Linked DNA regions of Mus musculus: all the other regions are linked to region 1. A link is a contact called in public Hi-C and promoter capture Hi-C data. All regions are on one chromosome and are shown on one strand. The core of a region is the stretch at or near the end of the contact, and the rest is flanking DNA. Distances in the headings are between cores, read along the strand shown.

Region 1 (3,731 bases), core at 579-3,078:
CTGCCTCACACAAACAAGCAAACAGGGACAGAAAGGTGCCAGTCAGTAGCAATAGGCTGCTCTATGAAGAAAAGATTAATGCTAGCCTCTTGCTCCAACAAGCTAGTTGTGTGGTAGGCAGAGGGTGCTGTGAGCGGCAGGAGGCAGCGTTTGTGGCACAGCTACGTGGGAGAGCTTGAGCTGCTGAAAATAAACTACATCAGCCTTGTGCCTATGTCTGTGCACCGAGTGCACATTGTGCCTGCAATGCCCTCAGAGGCCAGGAGAGGATGCCCTGGAGTTACAGGTGGTTGTGAGCCACCATGTGGGTACAGGAATTAAACAGGAGTCCTTTGTTAGAGCACCCTGTGCTCTTACTTGCTGACCCATCTCTCCAGACCCATACTTGAAGATTTTGCTTTTTAGTGGTGTGTTTGTCGCATGACTGCAGTGCCTGCAGGGGCCAGAAGAGGGCAGTGAGTCTCCTAGATCTGGCAATGTGTGTGCTAGAAAACAAACTCAGGTCCTCTGCAAGAACAGCGAGCATCTTAACCACTGAGCCGTCTCTCCAGCTCCAGTAGGTCACACCTTCAGTCGGTATTCAAAAGACAGCACCTTGAGTGTCAGAATCATGTTCCACTTCCCCTAAGTTAGGATTCTGGGACTGACTTGATCAGAGGAGGATACGGCTTGGCATCACATCTCATTTCCCTCATATGGTCAGATGCACCGGCTAGCAGCATCATAATCTTTGCCTCTCTTTTCTACTTAGCCCAAGGAATTTGCCGCTCTCTGGGCACACATTGGCCAACTTTCCACAACTATGGCAAACAAAGCCGCTCTCAGTTTTGAGGGGACACATGGAGAAAAAAATTATTGAATCTGTGAGGTAGGAGTTCAAGGCCTCAGGGAGGGTGTTGTCTTAGCACTGAAAAATGGATACCATTTAGTGAGGAAGAGAGGAAATGTGAGGTGGATGGAACGCTCAAGGGCACAGAAGCAGGGATCCTCAAAACTAAATGAAAGACTGCTCCAGGGCCTCTGGCTTTCAGGCCATGTGACAGGAATTAGATGAGAGAGGAACCTGATGCTGCTCTATAGCCAGAGCCAGCGTCACAAGCATGACCCATGTTAAGGACCCCAGTGTACCTTGGAAACACATATCTATCTGCACACCATGGTCTTCAGAGGTCTTCAGCAGATAGCCCTCACCCCTCCGTTTCCCTACAGTCTCCCTATGGCATCCCACATGGGAGGCCTGAGAATCTAAGAGTCTTGGATTCCTGAAGTGACTTCAGACAGGTGAGCAAACCTTAGTTTCATTGGGTGTGGAAATCCTGAGTTGCTTAGTAGTTAAGATTGCTGTTCAGGTCGAATGGTTAGGATCATGGCTTTGGAGCTGGAGGGACAGGACCCCTCGTTGCAGAGATGGCTCAGCAGTTAAGAGCACTGGCTTCCCTTCCATAGGACCCAGGTTCAATTCCCAGGCCCATGTGGCAGCTCAGAACTGTCTCGAGTTGTAGGGGATTCCACACTCTTACACAGACATGCATGCAGGCAAAGCACCAAAGCACGTAAAACAAAAATAAATTAAAAAAAAATTTGTAAAGTTTTAAAAAATAGTTTCTTTTAAAGGTTTGTTTTATTCATATGAGTGTCTTGCTTGTGTGTATATATCTGCAGTGTTCTTTGAAGAGCTTGGCTGAATAATACACATCAAAGTCCCCTCAAATTTCTTCCTTAGTGGTTCTTCAGTTGAGCCACGCCTCCAAAGCGGCAGGCCCCGCCTTGTCGTCTGCGCGTGCTTGGGCCTTTGAGCTCTTTGCTCCGCCCCCCACCATGGGCACGCATGCGCATGGTGGGCCGCTGCGGGCCGAGGTGATGCTCCTTCCGCGGTGCTGCTGGGGTCGGTGGCTGATGGGAAGGAGGCCACGCTGTTCCTGTCAAGCACCTGCCGGGTTCGACGGGAAGGACGGCCGAGGTTCCCGAGTCCGCGAGAAGCCGCCTTGGCGGGTGCTGTTCCTCGGCACCGACCACTTTGCCCGGGAAACGCTGCGGGCGCTGCACGCCGCCAGGTACCGGGGCAGGGTCCCACGCCGAGCCGCGGTGGCGACCCCAGGGCAGCGAGGTCCCGGGAAGGCGCCCTGTTGGGTCCCGGCCGGCAGAGCTCCTGTGGCTCCTGCAGCATCTGCCAGCAGACCCTCCATCTCCCCGAGCCTGGGAACCGGTACCTGGAGAGGCCCGGCCAGTACCCAGGGTCGTGGGCGGAGCCGGTTAGCTGAAAAGGGCTGTGACTCCAAAGTTCGTCCCTTCCTGGTGTTGGTGGCCTCCGTTTCCTTGCCCTTTTACACGCCTGTGTTTTCAAATGAATACATTTCTAAGTTAGAACAGTTTCATATACATATAATATTTATGCGATTTAACTAACCTTGTCTACTAGGAAGAAAGTTATTTGTAATTCACCCTTTCCTGAAAGGCTGCTGTGTCTACCGCCCCACTTCCCTGGAAGGATATTTGGTTATTTATCGGTCCCTGGTTTCCAGGCACTTATCTCGCCTCCATCCCTGCCTTCCTACAAACACTTTTCTTTTTAAATAAGATTTTTACTTTGAGATTTTATTTGTATGTGTGTGTGTCTATGAGCATGTACGTGTTGGTGCCTGTGGAGGCCTAAAGTGAGTGTCCCATTCCCTGGAGCTGGAGTGACAGGCCCTTGTGAGCTACACCCTGTGGATGCTGTAAGAAGAGAGCTGACTTCTGAAAGTTTTCCTCTCATTTCCACACACATGCTGTAGCATACGCCTGCACACACGCACACAGTAATAATAGCACATGCCCACACCATGCACACAATAATAATAATAAAAGACAATTTAATTTTTAAATTATTAAATTTAAACCCTGTGTGTTGGTTGCAAAAAATCTTAATTATTTTAGCTCTAAATGTACTATGGGTTTAATCATAAAAATAGCTTTGCTGTGCATGAAATAGTTTAGCTTTGGGCTGTTGCCCTGACACTGTCAAATTTTTTTTCCCCCAATCTTTCTGATTCAGAGACGGCAAAGAGGAAAAGTTAATTGAGAAACTGGAGGTTGTCACAGTGCCTTCGCTATCCCCCAAAGGACTACCTGTGAAGCAATATGCTATTCAGTCTCAGCTCCCGGTGTACGAGTGGCCCGACGTGGGATCTGGAGAATATGATGTTGGGGTAGTGGCTTCCTTTGGCCGGCTTTTGAGTGAGGCTCTTATTCTTAAATTTCCCTAGTAAGTTTTACTTATAAGGAAATACAGTGTGGCGATCATGTCTTTTTTATGAATGGGTCTAGCAACTAAAATGCCATAATTTAAACTGTTTGTTTGTTTTCTTTCTTTCTTTTCTTTCTCCATTCAGACAGGGTCTCATTATATGTAGCCTTGGCTGTCCTGTTGCAATTCACTATATAGAGCAGGCTAGCCTCAAACTCACAGAGAAATCTGCCTATATCTGTCTCCTAGGTGTGTAGATTAAAAGTGTATACCATCAGGCCCAGATTAAACTATGTTTTCTTCCCTGTCTTCTTTTAAAATAAGATTTATTTTTGGCACAAAGTATCGAACTCCTTGGCTTTCCTACGCCCTCATTTAAATATCATGCATTTGCTGACAACCCCTGCCCAACTCTCCCTTGACTCCAGGTACTCACCTTGCCCACAGCTCTGTGTGGATGTTCCATTGGCTTCTCTCACTGAAAAGACTTAACCTCTCTGCAGAC
Region 2 (3,731 bases), core at 597-3,096, 1.4 Mb after region 1:
TTTCATTTGCAGACTTGAAACTATAGAAAATATTTTTAAGTGAGCCTTTGTTTCCCACTAACAGTTAAAATAATGGAAGGCATAATTTCCATAAGAATAATTTATTTGAGGTGGTAGGAGGGAAGCATGAAGTTCAAGTGGAAAGGCTCTTTATTGTTTCAGTAATTATTTCCCTGGGTTATTTTTCTTCAATAGTGGATTTCTTTTTGTTCATTCATATCTTGCCTGTTTCCTCTCATTATAAATTCTACCAGGCCAGAGCTTCTGTCTCTTAACCCACCTTTGTACCTCAGCTTCTACAAAGTGTCTGGCATTGGGAAATTTTTGAAGAAACACTTTTGGGAAGAATGAAGAGAGAAAGATAAGGAGGAGCAGGAGGGCAGGCAAACCGGATTGTAAATTTAAATATTCAATATTTTCAGGCTAAAATTGTAGCAATCACTAAATCGTAATTCAAGTCTAACTGGGAAAATAAAACAAACACTTAACTTACTTTAACAGCTTATAATATGCGAGCCTGAACAGCTCTTGGATACAGACAGAGAGCAACACTCCGAAGATGAGCAGGTAATTCTGTACTGGTCCATCTCTGTTGTCAGTAATGACTCTCACTAGGAACCAAAAAACGGATGACAGCAGGAGAGACACCAACCAGAAGAAAGCACTGGAACGTAGAAGGAAAAAAAAAATCACAAGTTAACAGAAGCACAGGCTTAATAATGACTTTAAATCAAACCTGCTTGAGCTACAAATCATTTTTAGTAAACAATCCTCACAAAGTGATGTTTTAGATCAGAATTTTTTTTTTCTCCTAGTGAGACAAATAGTCCAAGAGGAACGTCAGATGTGCTTAACAAGAACGATTCAGTGACCCTGTCGCGTGCACGCTAGGGCACTATCTGTCAAGGACTAAGAGGCACTTGGTTGCTGACTATTTTTCCTAAGAGATGCTTTGTGTGCTATAGAAATATACAACCAGTGACAGTTGCAAATTTCATATCCTCAAAATTCACCAGAAAATATAAGTTTAATGGTTAGATATTGTCAAGTGTCTTTTTCTAAAAGAAAATGAATACCTAACGCCTGCATTAATATAATGGAAAGTTCAGAAGCTGCAAACTTCGGGCAGGTGCAGCGAGACCAAGACCACGTTCACCAGCAGAGTTCCGGTATTTACCAAGCTCCCAGGAGGACATGCCGCCTGGTCAGTTGTTACTGTGTTTTCTCGAACTTTCCTCCTTGACTGCACCCAAACCATTACCCAGGAGTCTACAAAGAAAATCTGAGCCTGAATAGTCTGCACAGACATTCTGAGTCCGAGGATTGATGTGAGGGTGGGGGGCAGGGAATAAACATCTGATCTCCAGGTGACTTTAATGGCAGAGAGTAGTGATAACGACTCTTCGATGCTGCTCAGCACTGAGGGAAATGAGAGATTCCTACAGAAAGACAAAGGCTTCATGCAGGAATCTATCTGCTTGTTCCCACACTCAGCCAACAGAAGCCAAGGGGCGCCTGCTTAGCCTACGGGCCTGCTCTTCTCAGACCCTCCCAGGAACAGTTCCAGCCCTGGACCGCACCACAAGCTGGAGCCCCTGGGAGATGGGGATCCCGGGGTCGTGGGAACCCAGGAGAGGGAGGGAACCCGCGGCGTCCGGGACACAGCGCAGCCTCACCCGGCGATGAGGAAGATGACTCGCAAAGGGTCGGTGGCGATGGTGAAGACATAAAGAGCGAGCGCGGGCCCGAAGGCGATGAAGGCGCAACCAAAGAACACCGCAGCCGTCATGACGACCTCGGGAGCCAGTCGCGGGGGCCCGAGGGCCCTGCAGTGCCCAATGGACAGCGGGTCCTGGATACGGGGCGGGGCTGGGTGGCGAGGCTCCGGTGCTCCGTCAGAGCAGTGGACGAGGCGGAGCCCGTGAGGCGGGGTCTGGAGATGCCGAGGGCGGGACGGGGCTCGAGAGGCGGAGCCTTCGGTGCCCTAGTCAAAGAGGCAACAGGAGGGAGCTTCGGGAGGCCAGGCCTGGAAGAGTTCCATAGCCTATCAGAGTGGACGGCAGAGCGAGGGTTGGCATGCAGGACCTCGAGGTCCTCTAGTCACACGGGACAAGGCAGGGTTCGGGAGTTGGGGCCTGAGCTGCTCCTTGGCCTGTAAAAGCGGGTTGCTGGGCGGAGCTCGGCAGGGGACTCGAGGTGCTCCGAGGGCAGAGGAGGGGCGTGGCTTCGGAGCACAGATCCTGTCAGAACAGGGAACGGAGGTCGGAAGGCGGAGAGCCTGGAGGAGTCCCACGCCCAGTCAAACCGGAGCCAGGTCGGAGCCTGGGAGGCGGGGCTTTGAGTCGCTCCCAGACCTGTCAGCGCCTGCAGAGCGAGCTCAGAGCGCCGCCCTACTCCAGCCAGAGCAAGCTCAGAGTGCCGCCCTACTCCAGCCAAAGCGAGCCGAAGTTCTGGAGACCTGGTAATGTAGTGGGCGGGGCTCCGAGGTGTTATAAGTGTAGTCAGAGTCAGCCGCTCCAGACATTAGGCCTAGGGTTTGTCCCTGCTCAGTTACTGATGGAGTTTTGTTCATCACCTTGAGCCCCACTGTTCCTAGGCTTAGCTTTTATACCTGGATTACATGCTGATGGAGAAAGAATATAGAGGTGAAAGCTGTAATACTTGACATATATATTACAAAACCTGATGCATAGAGAAATGCCAGAATCCATGTAAAAAACACATAGAATTCTTCCCACCCAGAGAGCAGCCTTTCCCGGTCACATATCAGTAGGGCTATGAAGGGTTATGCCAGATGAAGAGGTTTCTGGTCATCACAAACCAGAGAAAATTCCAGAGCAACCAGCAGAATCTTCATCTTCCTAGTTCTTGTCTTCCCTCATCTCCAGAAGTTAGAAGTGGGTCAGTTGTTAGAAATAAACTGACTTGACTTCACTCTTTAATTAGGTTCACTCTAATAAGGTTCTTTTAGCCCGATGAGTGGAAAACTAATTATTGTTCTTTAAGAGACCTTGGTGAAATGTTTACGGTCCTAGGTGTTAGGGATAGTGTGTTTGATCTTGTGTCATTTATGAGTGGGTTTGCTTTTAAATGAAGCTTAGGTTGAACTGGATGAACCTAGTACATAGACGGGCAGAGTCCACATGCAGCATTGCTAGGACAACAACATTTTTCTATTCTCCTATGCCTTGTTCCTATCTACTTATTAACACCAAGTATGCTGAAGTTACTTTTATTAATATAATATTTTCAATAATTTGAACATATATACAATGTATTTTGGTCATATTTATCCTCTTTCCAGATTCACCTCCATCCCCTACCTGCTCCCAACTTCATGTGTTCTTTTTTTTCTCTTAAATTACACACTGAGTCTGAGTCTAATTTGTATTGCTCATGTACGTCTGGCTGTAGGGACATCCATTAGAGTGTGGTCTACCTCCCAGAAGCCATGCCCTCGAGGAAAGCTGACTCTCTCTGAAAAGCCAAGCTGTCAATCGCTTCCCAGTCAGTGTTTGCATCTTATGAACTTCTTCCTACTCTGCGCTAGAATATTGACGAGCTTCATCTTGTGTAGGCAAACAGGGCTGCTCTAGGTTTGTGAATGCATTTTTTTTTTTTAATGAATGCATTGGTCCTGCCAAATCTAGAAGACACTGTTTGCTTTGCTCCACCCTGGCCTCTGGCTCAGACCATTTTTTTTAAGATTTATTTATTTTATGTGAGTACAC
Region 3 (3,731 bases), core at 558-3,057, 1.2 Mb before region 1:
ATCTGTAACAAGATCTGATGCCCTCTTCTGGAGAGTCTGAAGACAGCTACAGTGTACTTATGTATAATAAATAAATAAATCTTTAAAAAGGAAGGAAGGGAGAGAGGGAGGGAGGGAGGAAGGGAGGGAGAGAGAGAGAGAGAGAGAGAGAGAGAGAGAAAGTCTATCTTGCAAACCAGTACCTGGTATACAAGATACATATCTAATATCAGTTCAATGAACATTAAGTATCTTAATCTTTAACAAACGAATTAGAACCACACTGTAATCTGGGGCGAGGTGTGATGATACATGCCTATAATCAATCCCAGCACTATGCTGGGATCCACTGTCATTTTGGTCATAATCTAATTCTATCTGGCCTACACAAATGCCATGTATGTGGACAGCAAATAACAGGCAGCTGCGAGCATTTGAGGCACACAAACCTCTGTCATCTGAACTGTTTGGAAGACAGATGGTTAGCAGCTGCAAGTTCAATTACAAAGTGCCTGGAAGGAAGGCAAAGAAGGAAGCAAAGGGATCCAAGGGCCGCTTCATATATTAAGCGTGGAATTCCTTTCCAACAAACATCTTTTATTTCCTTGGGGGAAGCCAACTCGGATATACCCTTTGAACTTGAGAGAAAAGCTTCAGAAGAAAGAATCTAGCAACAGAGAGACGGAGTGAAGCTGGAGGCACAGAAAAAAAAAAATCACTACTTCTAAATTCTACGGTTTGTGTTTTAAGGAAAGACAGAGGGCACGGGAGACTCCACTGTGCAGCCAGGCTAAGAGCCTGGATCAACTGTGTTCTTTGGTTGAATGAGTTGCCTCTTTTCTCATCCTTCATTTTGTCCTTTGCAAAGCAAAAGGGCAAGAATTAACTAAAGGACAAGATGGTTGACTTCTAGACCAGTACTCACAGACATTATACAATGACAGAAATAGTCTACATGTATGCTGCCCAAAACAGTTGCCACAGTGGCCAATAAGGCTTTTAAAGGTAACTAGTATGGCTGAGAAACTGGTATTTAAACTGTACTGAATTTTAGTTAATTTAGATATAAATAGCTATATGTGGGTAATGTCTAGTTTAGAAAAGTACAACACTACAAAATCCTCCTGCATTTTACACAGTGGGGTGGGGAATGATGTTAGCCGAGGCCTGACCTAGGCTCTAACCTAGATCCACAGCTTACCAGTTATACAACCCTATGAAACTACTAAGCTTCCCTGAGCTTCACATCGCCAACTGGTACAATGGACTCTGGTAACCGTTCTTGTAGAATATCCGTGACTACAGAGACCAGAAAGCCCTCAGTGAATGCCAGCTGTTTCTCCAGTTCCTCTTTAGTCTTTGGACTCCATCCTACTAGTCTTCTTGCACACATCCATTTTTATTACCTTGAAGACTAAAGCAAGCCTTAGTCCCCATGGGCAGCCCTGTCTATCAGGAAAGCAACTTGCCCAGGAGTTGTCTCAGGTCCCCAGCAGTGGGCAAGCCTCTGGTGATGGAAGGGTCGGTGCCTCCGGAACCACTGATTTCCGCTCACCCTCCATCCCCTCTGCCTCACATGATCACCAGCAATTTACACTCCTCCTGTGACTGGAGAGCAAGCTGAAACATAACTCACCAAAACACCTGTCACTTGTTTCTGGTACTTTTCCAACTCTTTCCCCTTATCTTTCCCTGCTAAAGATGGTAAGGCTTTTTAATATGAAAATGGCTTAGATTTTTTTTTTTAATTACCACACTCAGAAATAGGGATGCAACAAATTCCATTTATGGTTAACCCAGGAGTTATTTAGTTACCAATATTAAACAAGGCAAGGTCAGAGCTGGAGAGAGGCCGACGGAGCAGTCATGGAGGGTCAACGCTGGCTGCCACTGGAGGCCAACCCTGAGGTCACCAACCAGTTTCTCAAGCAATTAGGCCTGCATCCTAACTGGCAGTTTGTTGATGTGTACGGGATGGAGTCTGAACTTCTTAGCATCATACCAAGACCAGTGTGCGCAGTGTTACTCCTCTTCCCTATCACAGAAAAGTATGAAGTCTTCAGAACAGAAGAGGAAGAAAAGATAAAATCTCAAGGACAAGATGTGACATCATCAGTATATTTTATGAAACAAACCATCAGCAATGCCTGTGGAACGATTGGAACGATTGGACTAATCCATGCCATTGCAAACAACAAAGACAAGGTGCACTTTGAATCAGGGTCAACATTGAAAAAGTTCCTGGAGGAGTCTGTATCAATGAGCCCTGAAGAGAGAGCCAAATACCTGGAGAACTATGACGCTATTCGAGTTACTCATGAAACCAGTGCACATGAAGGTCAGACTGAGGCACCAAGTATAGATGAAAAAGTAGATCTTCATTTTATTGCGTTAGTACATGTAGATGGGCATCTCTATGAATTAGATGGATGGAAACCATTTCCAATTAACCATGGGAAAACTAGCGATGAGACGTTGTTAGAGGATGTCATAAAAGTTTGCAAGAAGTTCATGGAACGTGACCCTGATGAGTTAAGATTTAATGCAATTGCTCTCTCGGCAGCATAGCATCTTGACAGAAACACCAAATACTGTATTATTTGCAACAAAAGTTAAATTTCTGATGCCATAACTAACTCAAAATTTTTAATATTTTCATTAACTTGACTAATTAAACTTTATGTGGAAACAAACAAACAAACAAACAAGGCAAAAGAAACTGTTGTAGAAGGAATGTTCTAGTACAAGAATAGCCCAGCAGTGGTGGTGTATACCTTTAATCCCAGTACTCAGGAGACAGAGGCAGGTGGCTCTCCAAGTTCTAGACTAGCCTGGTCTACAAAGCAAGTTCCAGGACAGCCAGCGCTGCATAGAGAAATCCTATCTCGAAAAACAAAAAATAAACAACAACAACAAACAAACAAAAAAGAATAATAATCTGCCAAAGTCTCTATGTTAATATACTATGATACGAAGCCCGGTCTTTCCTGAAACGTAGGCCTCGCCGTCCTTGGGGAAAGCAGCTTTCCTTGCCTTCAATGACTACATTTTTTAGTTTTACTTTTGTTACATTTATGTGTCTGTGGGTACACATGTGCCACTGAGCAAGAGTCAGGTCTCACCTTCCACCATGTGGCTCCCAGGGGCATCAGCAGGCAGGTGGCTTGAATTGCTAAGGCATCTTGGCAGCCCTCAGTGACCATGGTTTATCAGTAGACACAAATGAGTGATATACAGCACATTTTTGCAATCCTAGTTGTCTTAGTCGGGGTTTCTATTCCTGCACAAACATCATGACCAAGAAACAAGTTGGTGAGGAAAGGGTTTATTCGGCTTACACTTCCATACTGCTGTTCATCACCAAGGAAGCCAGGACTGGAACTCAAGCAGGTCAGGAAGCAGGAGCTGATGCAGAGGCCATGGAGGGATGTTCTTTACTGGCTTGCCTCACCTGGCTTGCTCAGCCTGCTTTCTTATAGAACCAAGACTACCAGCCCTGAGATGGTCCCACCCACAAGGGGCCTTTCCCCCTTGATCACTAATTGAGAAAATGCCTTACAGTTGGATCTCATGGAGGCATTTCCTCAACTGAAGCTCCTTTCTCTGTGATAACTCCAGCTGTGTCAAGTTGACACAAAACTAGCCAGTACAATTGACCCCTTGTCAACTTGACACACAAAAACATCACTAGTAAGCCTCAACCCTTACAATCTTATTCATCCCCATTCTAAATAACTTTAAAAGTCCCACAG

What was found. Promoter capture Hi-C pulls out the DNA fragments that hold promoters and counts their contacts. A called contact is a pair of places that touch in the nucleus more often than the background predicts.
Region 2: a contact with region 1 is called in a Hi-C map of B cells, with 7 read pairs. The contact joins the promoter of Aph1b here to the promoter of Mtfmt in region 1. A contact is called at or near these places in 1 of 484 Hi-C or Micro-C datasets (B cells) and 1 of 115 datasets of contacts at active chromatin or transcription factors (astrocytes).
Region 3: a contact with region 1 is called in a promoter capture Hi-C map of cranial neural crest. The contact joins the promoter of Uchl4 here to the promoter of Mtfmt in region 1.

What each region holds. Positions count from the first base shown.
Region 1 is chr9:65,433,954-65,437,684 of GRCm38.p6, forward strand. Mtfmt (mitochondrial methionyl-tRNA formyltransferase) reads left to right here and starts at 1,829. Exons shown (of 9, transcript NM_027134.3): 1 at 1,829-2,054; 2 at 3,035-3,244. The coding sequence starts at 1,861.
Region 2 is chr9:66,793,577-66,797,307 of GRCm38.p6, forward strand. It overlaps Aph1b (aph1 homolog B, gamma secretase subunit), which reads right to left and starts at 1,847. Exons shown (of 6, transcript NM_177583.4): 1 at 1,677-1,847; 2 at 494-664. The coding sequence starts at 1,789.
Region 3 is chr9:64,233,394-64,237,124 of GRCm38.p6, forward strand. It overlaps Uchl4 (ubiquitin carboxyl-terminal esterase L4), which reads left to right and starts at 1,808. Exons shown (of 1, transcript NM_033607.1): 1 at 1,808-2,969. The coding sequence starts at 1,846. The coding sequence ends at 2,547. All of the region lies in intron 1 of Map2k1 (mitogen-activated protein kinase kinase 1), which reads right to left.